Linked DNA regions of Mus musculus: regions 1, 2 and 3 are each linked to region 4. Evidence: chromatin contacts called from public promoter capture Hi-C data. All regions are on one chromosome and are shown on one strand. The core of a region is the stretch at or near the end of the contact, and the rest is flanking DNA. Distances in the headings are between cores, read along the strand shown. Region 1 holds the start of Tmem191c (transmembrane protein 191C). Region 2 holds the start of Hic2 (hypermethylated in cancer 2). Region 3 holds the start of 4930588K23Rik (a long non-coding RNA gene). Region 4 holds the start of Scarf2 (scavenger receptor class F, member 2).

The links. Promoter capture Hi-C pulls out the DNA fragments that hold promoters and counts their contacts. Capture Hi-C pulls out chosen DNA fragments and counts their contacts.
Region 1: a promoter capture Hi-C map of liver shows a contact between it and region 4. The contact joins the promoter of Tmem191c here to the promoter of Scarf2 in region 4. A contact is called at or near these places in 1 of 115 datasets of contacts at active chromatin or transcription factors (pancreatic cancer cells) and 1 of 9 other capture datasets (liver).
Region 2: a contact with region 4 is called in a promoter capture Hi-C map of cranial neural crest. The contact joins the promoter of Hic2 here to the promoter of Scarf2 in region 4. A contact is called at or near these places in 2 of 39 promoter capture datasets (cranial neural crest and liver) and 1 of 115 datasets of contacts at active chromatin or transcription factors (pancreatic cancer cells).
Region 3: a promoter capture Hi-C map of liver shows a contact between it and region 4, with 4 times the contacts expected there. The contact joins the promoter of 4930588K23Rik here to the promoter of Scarf2 in region 4. A contact is called at or near these places in 6 of 39 promoter capture datasets (cranial neural crest, embryonic stem cells and liver), 4 of 484 Hi-C or Micro-C datasets (all in embryonic stem cells) and 3 of 115 datasets of contacts at active chromatin or transcription factors (embryonic stem cells and pancreatic cancer cells).

Annotation. Positions count from the first base shown.
Region 1 is chr16:17,274,905-17,277,745 of GRCm38.p6, forward strand. Tmem191c (transmembrane protein 191C) reads left to right here and starts at 1,396. Exons shown (of 10, transcript NM_177473.3): 1 at 1,396-1,564; 2 at 1,730-1,853; 3 at 1,933-1,983; 4 at 2,058-2,135; 5 at 2,290-2,346; 6 at 2,438-2,497; 7 at 2,624-2,688; 8 at 2,765-2,837. The coding sequence starts at 1,410.
Region 2 is chr16:17,232,158-17,235,017 of GRCm38.p6, forward strand. Hic2 (hypermethylated in cancer 2) reads left to right here and starts at 1,430. Exons shown (of 3, transcript NM_178922.3): 1 at 1,430-1,573.
Region 3 is chr16:18,605,242-18,608,312 of GRCm38.p6, forward strand. 4930588K23Rik (a long non-coding RNA gene) reads left to right here and starts at 1,421. Exons shown (of 2, transcript XR_384719.3): 1 at 1,421-1,482; 2 at 2,590-3,071. RefSeq lists an enhancer at 1-1,382.
Region 4 is chr16:17,795,857-17,798,569 of GRCm38.p6, forward strand. It overlaps Scarf2 (scavenger receptor class F, member 2), which reads left to right and starts at 1,426. Exons shown (of 11, transcript NM_153790.3): 1 at 1,426-1,671. The coding sequence starts at 1,523.

The DNA of each region.
Region 1 (2,841 bases), core at 146-2,645, 520 kb before region 4:
GTTCAAGGCCAGCCTGGTCTACAAAAGTGAGTTCCAGGACAGCCAGGGCTACACAGAGAAACCCTGTCTCGAAAAAACAACAGCAACAAAAAAATGTTTTTCTCAAAAGTTTAGCACTCCCTGCTTGGTCACTCAGAATCTAAGGTGAGGCACACCTGGTTTAGCCTGTAGTTACAGTAGTTACAGCTACTGTGGCTCTTAAGATTTATTTATTTTTATTTATTATTATTATTATTTTTTTTTTGAGACAGGATTTCTCTGTATAGCCCTGGCTGTCCTGGAACTCACTCTGTAGACCAGGCTGGCCTCGAACTCAGAAATGCGCCTGCCTCTGCCTCCCGAGTGCTGGGATTAAAGGCGTGTGCCACCACCGCCTGGCTAATTTATTTATTTTTAAAGACTTATTTATTTTTATTTATATGAGTACATTGTCACTGTCTTGAGGGCATCAGATCCCATTACAAATGGTTGTGAGCCACTATGTGATTTCTGGGAATTGAACTTATGACCTCTAGAAGAGCAGTCAATACTCTTAACCGCTGAGCCATGTCTTCAGTCCTTCTTTAAAAAAAAAAAAAAAAAAAAAGATTACACACACACATACACACACACTCACACACTATAGCTGTCTTCAGACACACCGGAAGAGGGTATCAGATCCCATTATAGATGGTTGTGGATCACCATGTGGTTGCTGGAAATTGAACTCAGAACCTCTGGAAGAGCAGTCAGTGCTCTTAACCATTGAGCCATCTCTCAAACCCTCTCATTTTTTCTTTCTTTTTTTCTTTGGTTTTTGTTTGTTTGTTTGTTTTTTCGAGACAGGGTTTCTCTGTGTAGCCCTGGCTGTCCTGGAACTCAGGCTGTAGACTAGGCTGGCCTTGAACTCAGAAATCCGCCTGCCTCTGCCTCCCAAGTGCTGGGATTAAAGGCGTGGGCCACCACACCCGGCCCTCATTTTCTTTTGAGTCAGGGTCTTGTTTAGACCTCTAGGCTGACCTTGAACTCTAGGTGATCTTGCCTCAGCCTCTAGTATTTTGGGATTACAAGGTACGGACCATCAAGTCTGGTCCTTCCTTAGAACTTTAGTAACTTTTTACCAATCAGATCTGGACTGTGATATTTTTGTTTTTTGTTTTGTTTTTCTTTTTTTTGAGACAGGTCCGCATGTAGCCTTGGCTAATTTCAAACTCCGTATGTAGCAAAGGATGACCTTGAACTCCTGATCTTCGTGCCCTCACACCTCCAAGAGATAGAATTACAGATGTGGGCAACCAAGCCCGGCTTTGTATACCTGAATTGGTCGGGCGTGATCCGTCTCGGTTGGGTTCGGGCGCCCTCTGCTGCCTATTGTGACGCGGGCCACCAAGTTACCCAGGCGGTGGAGGTCGGGGCGGAGCTCTGGAGCCATGACTGAGCCGCAGGAGCAGCTGCTGCAGCTGCAGAAGGACAACCGAGATGGCCGCCTGCGGAAGCAGGAGCTAGAAGAGCTGGTGCGTGGGCTGGAAGCCGAGAGCGAGAGCCTCACCGGGCGCCTGGAGGAGCTGCGGGAGCGCGAGCGCAGGTGCGAGGGCACCGAGGCCCCGGCAGGCTTGTTGGCAGTCTCGCTCCAGGCAGTGGGACCCTAGTCTGGAACTCTCAGGCTGGTGGCGGCTCCTTCCCAAAATATCTTGCTCCCTGGTTTTATCCCAGACCAATTCTCCGCCCCCTCTCCCCCTCCCCCGTGTAGCCTGCAGCGGAGACGAAGTCAAGCATCACGAGCCATTCGAGGCGAGGCATGTGAGGCGGCACGGGAGCGTGCGGAGCGGGCTCGTGGGCTGCTGGAGGCGGCGGAGCAGCACCGGCAGGACCTGGTGCGGGCAAGAGCAAGAGGCGGCTCCCGGGGTGGCTAGGCTGGAGGAGGGGCCTAGACAGCCTGGACCCTGTTCGCAGGAGCAACACAATCGGAAGCTGCAGGAACAGTGGGAGGAACTGTCCAGTCAGGTACGTGCAGTGTCTCAGATCATGCCCTAGTCCCCAAGATCCTTGAGCCAGGCACTCACGAGTTCGGTCCCCAGCTTTTCTACTATGGAGGGGAGCAGCTAAGTCAACAGCGAGCGGAGCAGCAACTAGGGAACCAGCTTGTGGCGCTGCAGGTACTTGGGCGGGGCTGTGGGCGGAGTATGGCTGTGGGCAGGGTTATGTGCATTTGTGGGCAGAGTATCAGCCTTCAAGGCCGGGGACCGAGCCTCGAGGCCCAGTGGTGTGCGAGGACTTCAGGTTCTTGACATCACTTGAATCCTCCCGAAGAAACATCTGGAGCTGGCGGAGGCCAAATTCAGCATGCAGGCAGAGGACCTGCGGCAGGTGCGAATGGCGCTGGACTCTGGGGGGGGGGGGGAAGGCGTGTGGGGAGGGCCTGTCATTGCGATGCTCATACCAAGCCCCTGGCTTCTAGGGTGCGCAGCGGACAGAAGAGGCCTGGGCCAGCTTCCAGGAGCAGAGTGGAGTCCTGCAGGTGTGACCCCTCGTTTCTGACAGCGGTTCTCTTTCGAATGCCCTGCGGCCTCGACTCTTTCTTCCTTACTCTCTGACTCGCGATGTAGCGCATCCTCTGCCCTGAATCCCTATTGCCATCCTTCAGGAGCTGCAGGGGAAAGTGATGGAGGCAGCAGCTGCGCTGGAGGCTACGCGCGGTGGCTCGGAACCGTAAGAATTGGGACTTGGAGGGCGTCGGAAGGTGCTAGGCCCAGCCTGGTGGCTCATCTCCGCGCCTGTCCTGCAGGTGGAACTCAGAGCCTCGTCCGGTGCAGGACTGCGCGGGCTCACTCATGGAGGAGGTGGCCAGGGCTGACTGCGTGA
Region 2 (2,860 bases), core at 180-2,679, 560 kb before region 4:
CACCACACTTGGCTCAGTAAGTCTTCAAAACAGCCCACCTCTAAGCTGTTCTTCATGATTGACAATTCCTTTAACACGTGCTTGATAGTTCTTTTTTGTTTTTCCTTTCTGAGGCAGGCTCACTGTGTAGCCCTGGCTCAACTGGAAGTCACTATGTAGTCAGACTGGCTCTAATTCACAGAGATCTGCCTCTTTCAGCCTTCAGAGTTCTGGGACTAAAGACATGCCCCATGCCACCCATTTTCAATCTATTGAGTTTTCGCCATTTCTAGGATGTTTAGGCATAGTATTCTATGTCTTGGCTAGTATAATTGACAGCAGTAGCTTTATAATTTGCTTTAATATCTGTTAGGACAAATGTACTCCTATTTCTGTTGTTTGGTGTTTCAAAGATGATAGTTGTAAAAACAATCATGTATTAGCTATGTAGCTATTGGGTAAACTAAGAATTTTAATTTTTTTTAATCTGTTATTTTAAGCTTGTACATTCGGAAAGCATGCTTGCCTCTGTGAAGGGTTATTGAATTGGGTTTCAATGTTGACTCTGGGTCACAACCTCCCTATAGAACAGCTGTAGGTTCTGGCTAGGACTTTTCTGACCTTTAACAGTGGTGGGCTTTAGTGTTTAGTGTTCAAAGTAGAGAGATGGTCATCTAATAACTCTCTAGAGAATAACTCCGTGTGAACCCCAATACATTTGGATGGCCACAAGTCTTGGGTCTTTACTGGGCTGCCTAAACTCCTGTGACCTGCGGCGGTCACCGGAACTCTGGATAAGTAAGCAGAGTGTACACGGACCTCTCCGCCCTCTGCGCAATCCGGGTCGACCTTCGCGAGAGTGGATGTAAGGATCCTAGGAGAAGTTTAGGGTTAAGACTCCCAGGCCTCTTTTCTCCTTTAAAATCAGAACCACGCAGGCCTTCCTGCAGCCCAGACAGCGGAGCAAGCAGCCTTTGGGTGCTAAACTTTATAGACTGAGATACTCTGCGTAGATCAAGGGGCTCAAACGGGCGGAAGAGGAGAGGCGCAGGCCACCTGAACCGGGTTGGTGGTGATAGTGTTGGGGGTTCTGAAGGGTCCGGGTCAGGCTCAAAACGGGTCAGTCTTCCGTTTGAGGGCTGGGCATAGACCCGTGGTAAAGAGCAGGATTCTTGTTTCGCTGGGTGTTGCCCGTCAAGTATTTTGAGGTGAGGTTGCCATCCCGTTCTGGCGCCTGCATCGGGACCCTGTAGGCGACCTCCCGTGCGCCCCTCCCCCATTACACTCTGCCGCAGCCACTGGCCCATCCCTGGACTCAGACCCCTCGGCGGCCCCGCCCAGCCTCAGGGTTCCGCCCCCACAAGGGTCCGCCTCCAGGTCCGCCCTGTCGCTCGCCCATTCAGATGTGGGTCAGGGGTGAGCGGGTGGAGCTGACGTCACAAGCTTCCAAGATGGCGCGGAGCGGGCGGCTGTGAGCAGCGCTCTGGGCGCGCTGGGCGGAGAGCCGAGCGGGGGCCGGCGGAGGGCGGACAGGGCGGGCGCGTGCAGCTCAGGTCGGGCGCCCAAGACGAGGGGCCTCTGGCAGGCACCTGAGGTAAGCGGTGTCCTCGAGGGAGGGCGACGCGGGCCGGGCGCGCCCCCGGAGAGGGGGGCGTGGGCGCGCGTGGGACGGAGCGCGCGCACGGCCCCTAGTCTCGAACCGAGGCGCACGCGGGACCCTGGACGGGCGGGGGCTTTGTGGTTCAGGTGCCCGGCGGGTTGCGGCCGGCACGGGGACTCCGGGCACAAAGCCCCCAGGGCCGCGCCAGTCCGGGGACGCGAGTCTGTGGAGCGGGGGTCGACGGGGTAGCGGGCGCCGGCTCTTTGTGCCTTTTCATTAGCAATCTAATCCGAACGGCGTCGGGCGAGCTATGCTGCCTGACAGGCGGGCGTTCTCCCATTATGCAAACGGCTGTACGCCTGCGGCTGCCCCTCACTGGAACGCTTTACGGTTTCCAGAACTGCGCTTGTGTGTATGGTCTGCAGTCCTTTTCCTCGAGTACCCTTCCTGGCTGGGGGACTGGCCGTGTCAGGGACAGGGTAGGGCTTAGAGGGCCCGGCTCCGTGGCTGGGTGGGCTTTCTGCCCTGCCCCCAGACCTTTGCTGGAGGCAGCCGCCTGGCAGGAAGAGAGATGGGCTTGGGGGGAGGGGGTCGGGTGGCAAGAGGAAGGGACTGGCTGGCTCAGGGAGTGAGCTGAGGGGCCCTAGCTTGTCATTCTCTGTTTATCTTCCAGAATGGTTCATATGCACACAAGCCTGGGTGTAAGTGCTGGGGGAAAATACCTCTCCCTGGGGGGCAGTGACTTAGGTACTTGGAGTGATTGAGGCCAGATAATACTCTCAGCGGCCGCGCCCTGAACAGTTTTGGACTACCTTGCGACGAGAGTCCCGTGCTGATCTTGGCTGGCCGGAGAGATTCAGAAGTTATTTACTTATGTGTTCTATCCCCCTCTTCACAGTATCTTTTCTAGTTATAATTGTCAGGCGCATTTGGAAAGCTGTGTTCCAGGTTCCTCACTTTCAATCAGCAGGAGGGGTGTAACACTGAGAGGCCACCCCCACTGACATATGTGGCGATGGGGGAGGGGCGGATCCTTGCCTATAGGAATCCTGTGACTGGACTGTTACTGGGGTTTGCTAGCTGTGGCTTTTGCACCTAGGACCAGGAGATTCGGCAGGTCGTGGAGGGGCTCATCTTCTAGGCTGAACTTGGGATTTCCAATCTAGGACAAAGGTTGGTGGGATGGAGGCAAACCCTAGAGGGATGCCACATTATTGCTTCTGATTCCTCCTGGCCTTGCCCCTCCACTGTTATCTGCCCGTATCTGGAATCCCTGGCTTT
Region 3 (3,071 bases), core at 171-2,670, 810 kb after region 4:
TCACCCCTCGGATCTGGAAAAAAAAACAGAACCTTCCTGATTTCTAAGTGTGCCAAGACCCTGGCTCAGTGATGACAGCCACAGGGGCAGAGACGGAGGCAGCCTGAAGCACAGCAGGGTCTAGAGGTCTCAACTGCCTCTTCAGGAGCAGATGCAGATGGCAAGAGCAGGCTGAGGCAAGAGTCACTCAGTGTGCCCTAGACTGCTCTGAAGGGTTTCTTTATTTAGTAACGGGTGTTTGTCCAGTCTCTATAATGTACCTAGCCCTATACTCACCACGTGACTGAATGCCAAAATTGAGCCTTAGGAAGGAGCCACAGGGACTGTGGTCTGAGAAGAATCTTGAAGAGTTGGTCCTGTTTGTCTAGCTTCAGCAACCTTCTGACATCTCTTGAACAGCCCTGTGATGAGCAGATCCCTCCTAAGAGATGAACTGGGGAGCGATAGCCCAGCCGTGCCTGCTTTCCAGGGAGCTATCCTGAAGAAGAGTGAGCAGGGGGCTTGGCACAGCTAGACAGGGACTGACAGGTAGTCAGTCCCTCTCACTAGGCTCCTGGGACCCCAAAAGGAGGAACCCCAGCTCCTGGCCCTGCCCATACAGGCCTGGGTAGGGGCTGTGGTATGAGCTTGTTTGTTCTTCGGCCCGTCTTTCCAGTTTGGAGTCTGGGTGTACAAGTGGGGCCAGGGGCCTAGACACAAGGGAAGGGGCTCTGACAGGGTGTGGATGGGGAAGGGCGGGGCCAGGTGCTGCGCTTGCCTGCTACCCTCACCTACCACTCTGAGCTATCTGTTTCCCAGTGGTGCCCTGGATGCAGGGTCTCTGGAAGGGCCCCGGGTCTGGGAACCCTCTGACCTTAGGAGTCCTAATTAATTCAGTCTCCTCTGCTTGGTGTCTGTGGAGTTCTTGGCCTCTGTGTTCCTCTGAAGGGGACCAAGAGGGTCCCACTTTCTCCTCCTGGACCCCCAAGTCCTATACTCTGTGTTTTCTTCCCACCCCAACTACAACTTCCTAAGTACCTCTCTTACTTCCAACAGCATCCTGCCCTTTACTAAATATATGTGGAGAAACCAAGGCCCAAAGAATGAAAGATGTGGAGGAAGGAGGTGTCAGGGGCAGCTCTGGCTGCTGGAGACACTCTGGCTATGAGACACCTGGGGCTCTGGAGGAGTAAGCTCCTGTGGGCATTTTCCTGGCTCCAGATTGTCAGAGGTATGACTGCAGACACCACCACGAAGTTCTGGCCTGTGAAAAATTCAAGGCCCTGTGTAATTGGCTGGACCAGAGACTATGAACAGCATCTGTCCCCAGGGAAGGGAACAGGGCAGCAGAGGCTGATGTGAGTGCTGCTCCCACCTTCCTGCCAGTGACCCTTCCACCAATTTCAGAACTGGGAACCCCGAGGCCCAGAGGCCCTGCACAGTATGCAACCTCACAGCAAGGCAATGATGGTGGCAGGCCTGTCCTGTCTAAGGAACACAGAGGTGAGGGAATCCCCTTGACATAGGATGACAGTGTAGCCATGGTCAAGCTTGGCAGGTTGTGAAAATGGTAAAAGGAGGGCAGTAGAGCTGGCAAGTGATAGCCCCAGGTCAGTGGTGATTTCTGCCAGGCTTGTGAGGAAGTTTTCAGACTGACCAGGAGCCCCACAGGCAGGTACCAATGCTAGGATTCTCTCCAGGGTGTGCTCTGCTCTACCTCAGCCATCCAGAGCCCTGTCCTGTCTGCAGGTAATGGGTCAGAGCAGAGAGTTAAGGTGAGAATACAGCTAGATTGGCTTGTGGTCCCAGAAAGACTGCCCTTTCTTTCTGGGCCTTAGTTTCTCCATCTATAAGATAGTGAAAATTGCCCAAGAAGAGCTGTGACAGGCTCATGACTTAAGGGTAAGATTGTGAGCAAGCTCTGCCGATCAAGAAAACCAGATCTGCCGGGCGTGGTGGCATACGTCTTTAATCCCAGCACTCGGGAGGCAGAGTCAGGTGGATTTCTGAGTTCAAGGCCAGCCTGGTCTACAAAGTGAATTCCAGGACAGCCGAGTTCCAGGACAGCCAGGGCTACACAGAGAAACCCTGTCTAAAAAAAAAAAAAAAAGAAAAGAAAAGAAAACTAGATCTGAGGACTGTGGTCTGGGATAGCTGAACCTGCTAGTACAGTCCACCCTAAAAGAACCCCCAGAGTAGCCTTCCTCTCTTGGTGTGCCCTTGCATTCATGGCTGGACCAGTCCTGGAACATACTTTAAGATTAGGTCCTTTCTGGCCATGGTGGCGCACGCTTTTTAATCCCAGAGTTCCAGAGGCAGAAGCAGGAGGAGATCTGTGAGTTCCAGGTCAGCCTGGCCTACATAGTGAGACCCTTTCTCAAACAAACAAACAAACAAACAAACAAACAAACAAACAAACAAACAAAGTTAGACTCTTAGGTTTTGACTGCCCCAGCACAACTCCAGCTGCCTTGCCATGCACTGCCCTCCTCCAGTATGTTATGTTCTAACCTTTCAAGGCTGACTGGAGGGAAGGTGAACTGGGGTCAGGGGAGGGAGGGGACAGAAGTTTGGAGCCAAGACAAAGCTTCATGGCCCTCTCTTACCCAGGCCATGACAGGAAGAATCCTGCCCCGTGTTTCTGTCACTATGGATCAGGAAGCAGCACACAGATCACCACTTTCATGTCTGTAACCCCAATAGACATCACCAGTGGATCTCAGATCTCTTTCTTTACTGGATGGAAAGGCTCGGCTTAAGTTCCTCGGCTCAAAACCAGACCCTGGACATGGACGTGCTCACCCAGATGGTGCCTAGGTAGGGCAGCTGCTTGTTTATTTGGTCCTGGTCTGGAATGGATTCAAGACTTCTGATGGTCTTACCTGAGCGTGGAGACCTGGGAGAGGGACCGTCAGGTTGCAAGCCCCACAGGTCTCCTTCCCCTGTGCTCAAGGAGTGTCTTGCAGGGAGTGTCCGTAACTCCCTGCTGTCAGAAACTACCACCCAGGGAACAGAGCAGCAGGTGGGGGTCTGCTCTTCTGTGCTGGCCCTGCCCCCATGAGGCTGAATGGGCGCCTTGGTGCAGCTCCGGG
Region 4 (2,713 bases), core at 176-2,675:
CTCCCCGCCAGCCTGCTAACATCTATGGCCTTGGGCCTGTCCACTGCTCTGGTTCCGGCTCAGTCCTTCAGGCTCCCTGTCTACACCACCTGTCCCTCATACGCAAGGTGCCCTCTGCCGGCTGCCCAGGAAGATATTGTCTAACCTTTCCCTCAAGTCAGAAGCACACACACCTTGGTGGGACCAGGCTGCCAACAAAGGTGTGTGAACTCCTGCAGTCTGGAGCAGTCTGCCTCAGGGTCTCTCCTGCTTTGTCTTTTCTGGACCCATGCAGCTCCAACCATCTCCTGTCTGACCTAGGCTGTGGTAACCATAAGTACTGTGTTCTGCTCTGCCTGGGTGAAGCCAGTGATTCAAGGCAGGGATGAGAGAAGAGCTTTACTGGTGAGAACAGTAAAGGGTTAACAGAGGGCCCCTGCCCAAGCTGCCTCCTGGCCCAGGGGTCTTATCCTTAAGCTTGTGTAGAGACTTGGAGGAAGGATATCTTTAGCCAAGTCCAAGTCGTCCCTAGGATGGACACTGATTCTGCAGCTCCTTTGACAGGCTTGCTGATGTCATACTAAGGTCAGGCTAGAGGTTCCTGGTAAAGGAAGCTTTCTGACTCCGAAGACTTCTGGTTCTGCTTACATGACAAGGCTCACTTTGACAGCTGTTTAGGGAATGAGGTGCTCAGGAGATCAGGAGACAAAAGTGGGTATGGTAGAGACAGAGCAATCTACTTAGTGGCCCTGGTTGTCCTTATGTAGTAGGGGGGTCTCCATTCTAAGCCTTGATTTCACTCTCTGAACTTCTCCTTCTTAGGAGCCAATAGCCTTCTCAAGCTGAATACATGCCCTGGGCACCCAGTTCCTTCCTACCCCTTGAGAGGACTTCTGAGTTTCAGTTTTCATCTCCAGTGTCCCCTTCCCTGTCTTTACCTCCTCATTATATCAAAGACCATCACTGCTTCCTTCTGTTCCAGGCTTTTTCCTCAGAGAGCTCCTTTCCCTAGGTCTCCAGTTCATTCCCACAGGTCTTTGTCTACATCTTGCATGCTGCAGGAGATCAAGAGATGCTAATGGCACACCATAGAACAACTAGGGGTTCTTAGCTCCAGCCGAAGGCCAGTGTGTGAACCGGGGCCTTCTCCAGGACCCCTTTGCTCCCGGGCCTGGCGGCTCCAGGGCTTCTGACAAGGGGGAGAAAAGGCGCGGACCAGGACTCCTTCACAGGATCCCGCAGCTCCTTCTTCCCGCAGTGCTTCGCCGGCTTCCACCAAGTTCACCCCCGAGTTCGTGCATGGCCAGGTGGGGGCGGGGGCCGAGCAAAGAAGGGGCGGAGGCGCGACCGGAGGGTGGGGTCTGGCGCGCGGGGCGGGCGCTGCCGCCTGGCCGGCCGCGCTGGCCCAGGATCAGGGAGCCGATGTGGAATTTCCTGCCCGGCCCGGCGCCCCTCCTGCCGCCCCCCGCCCGGCCTCGCACTCCGCTTCCGGCCGCCCTTGCCGCGGCCGCACCCGCGCCCACCCGCGCCTGCCCCGCGCCTCATGGAGGGCGCAGGGTCCCGGGGGGCCGGGCCGGCGCGGCGCCAGGGAGCCCGAGGGCTGGGACTGCTGCTGCTGCTCTGGCTGCTGCCCGGTCTCGCGGCGCCCCAGGACTTGAACCCGCGAGGCCGCAACGTGTGCCGCACGCCCGGGTAGGAACTGGGCCTGTCCGAGGCGTGGGCGCGAAGCGGGCTGGGGGTAGCGGCGCCCCATTTCAGTCCGGGCCATCTAGGACCTCCCTAAACTGGTCACGCGAGCCCCTCGGGCCTGCCTCGCGTCTTGGGCTCGGTTCCAGGCCAAGCCTGGGCCCTTAGGCTGCATCCGAGGGCCGGCTGGACCAGAAATCACCTGAGGGGTAATGGAGTACTGTGGGGAGCCCCCAGGGGTACTATGTGGTGTCCAAAATGTCAGGGGAGAAGAGAAAGGAGCTACTCCCTAAGCCAAGCAAGGACACTCGGAGGGGACAGCATGTGCATAGGCTTTAGGAGCCAGTGGCTTGAGCCTGGAGTAGGGGTTTAGAAGGGCGAAGGAGCAACCTTGGGCGAGCTGGGCACTGGGACAGTCGAGACTTGGAAGGACAGATTTGTCTTGGTAGAGCGGGCGCGGGGTGGGAGGAAGATGGTGGTGAAAGTGAGCACGGACAAGGCTACACTCACGGTGGACCAGAAACCGGAGTGCTTGAGGACAATGATGGACGCGCGATGGGGAGGACGTGGGAACCCCTGTTGGCTCCTTGTGGGCGGCCACTGGGTGTACGGAGGTGGGTCTCTGAGAGGATCTTGCTAGGAAAGCCGGTGTGGGACAGGCCCAGCCAGAAAGCAGTGGAGCCCGGAGCTTGCGCGGAGGGTGAAGAGCGACGACGGCTGAGTAGGCGCAGAAGCCGAGGGACCTGTCTGCTCGTCGGAGCCACGACGCAGTCAAGGCATCTCTGCAGAGGCGAGGAACCCACGGTGGGGCGCCTCTGCCAGTGCTGGGGAGGCTGTTTTGGGACTCCAGGCTAGGGTCCCGGGGGGCACCCTGGGTCAAACGGCTCCCCGGGGTGCGAAACGTCAGCTAGGGTTTTGGAGGGTCAAAGTAGACGAGGGCTGCTAGCTGACCGCGCGGTTTCCGAAATCGGGTCGAGAGGACACAGACCACTCCCGGCCGCGAGCCCCGCCTCGGAGGCGGGGGGGGGGGGGGGCGCCTGACTAGCCA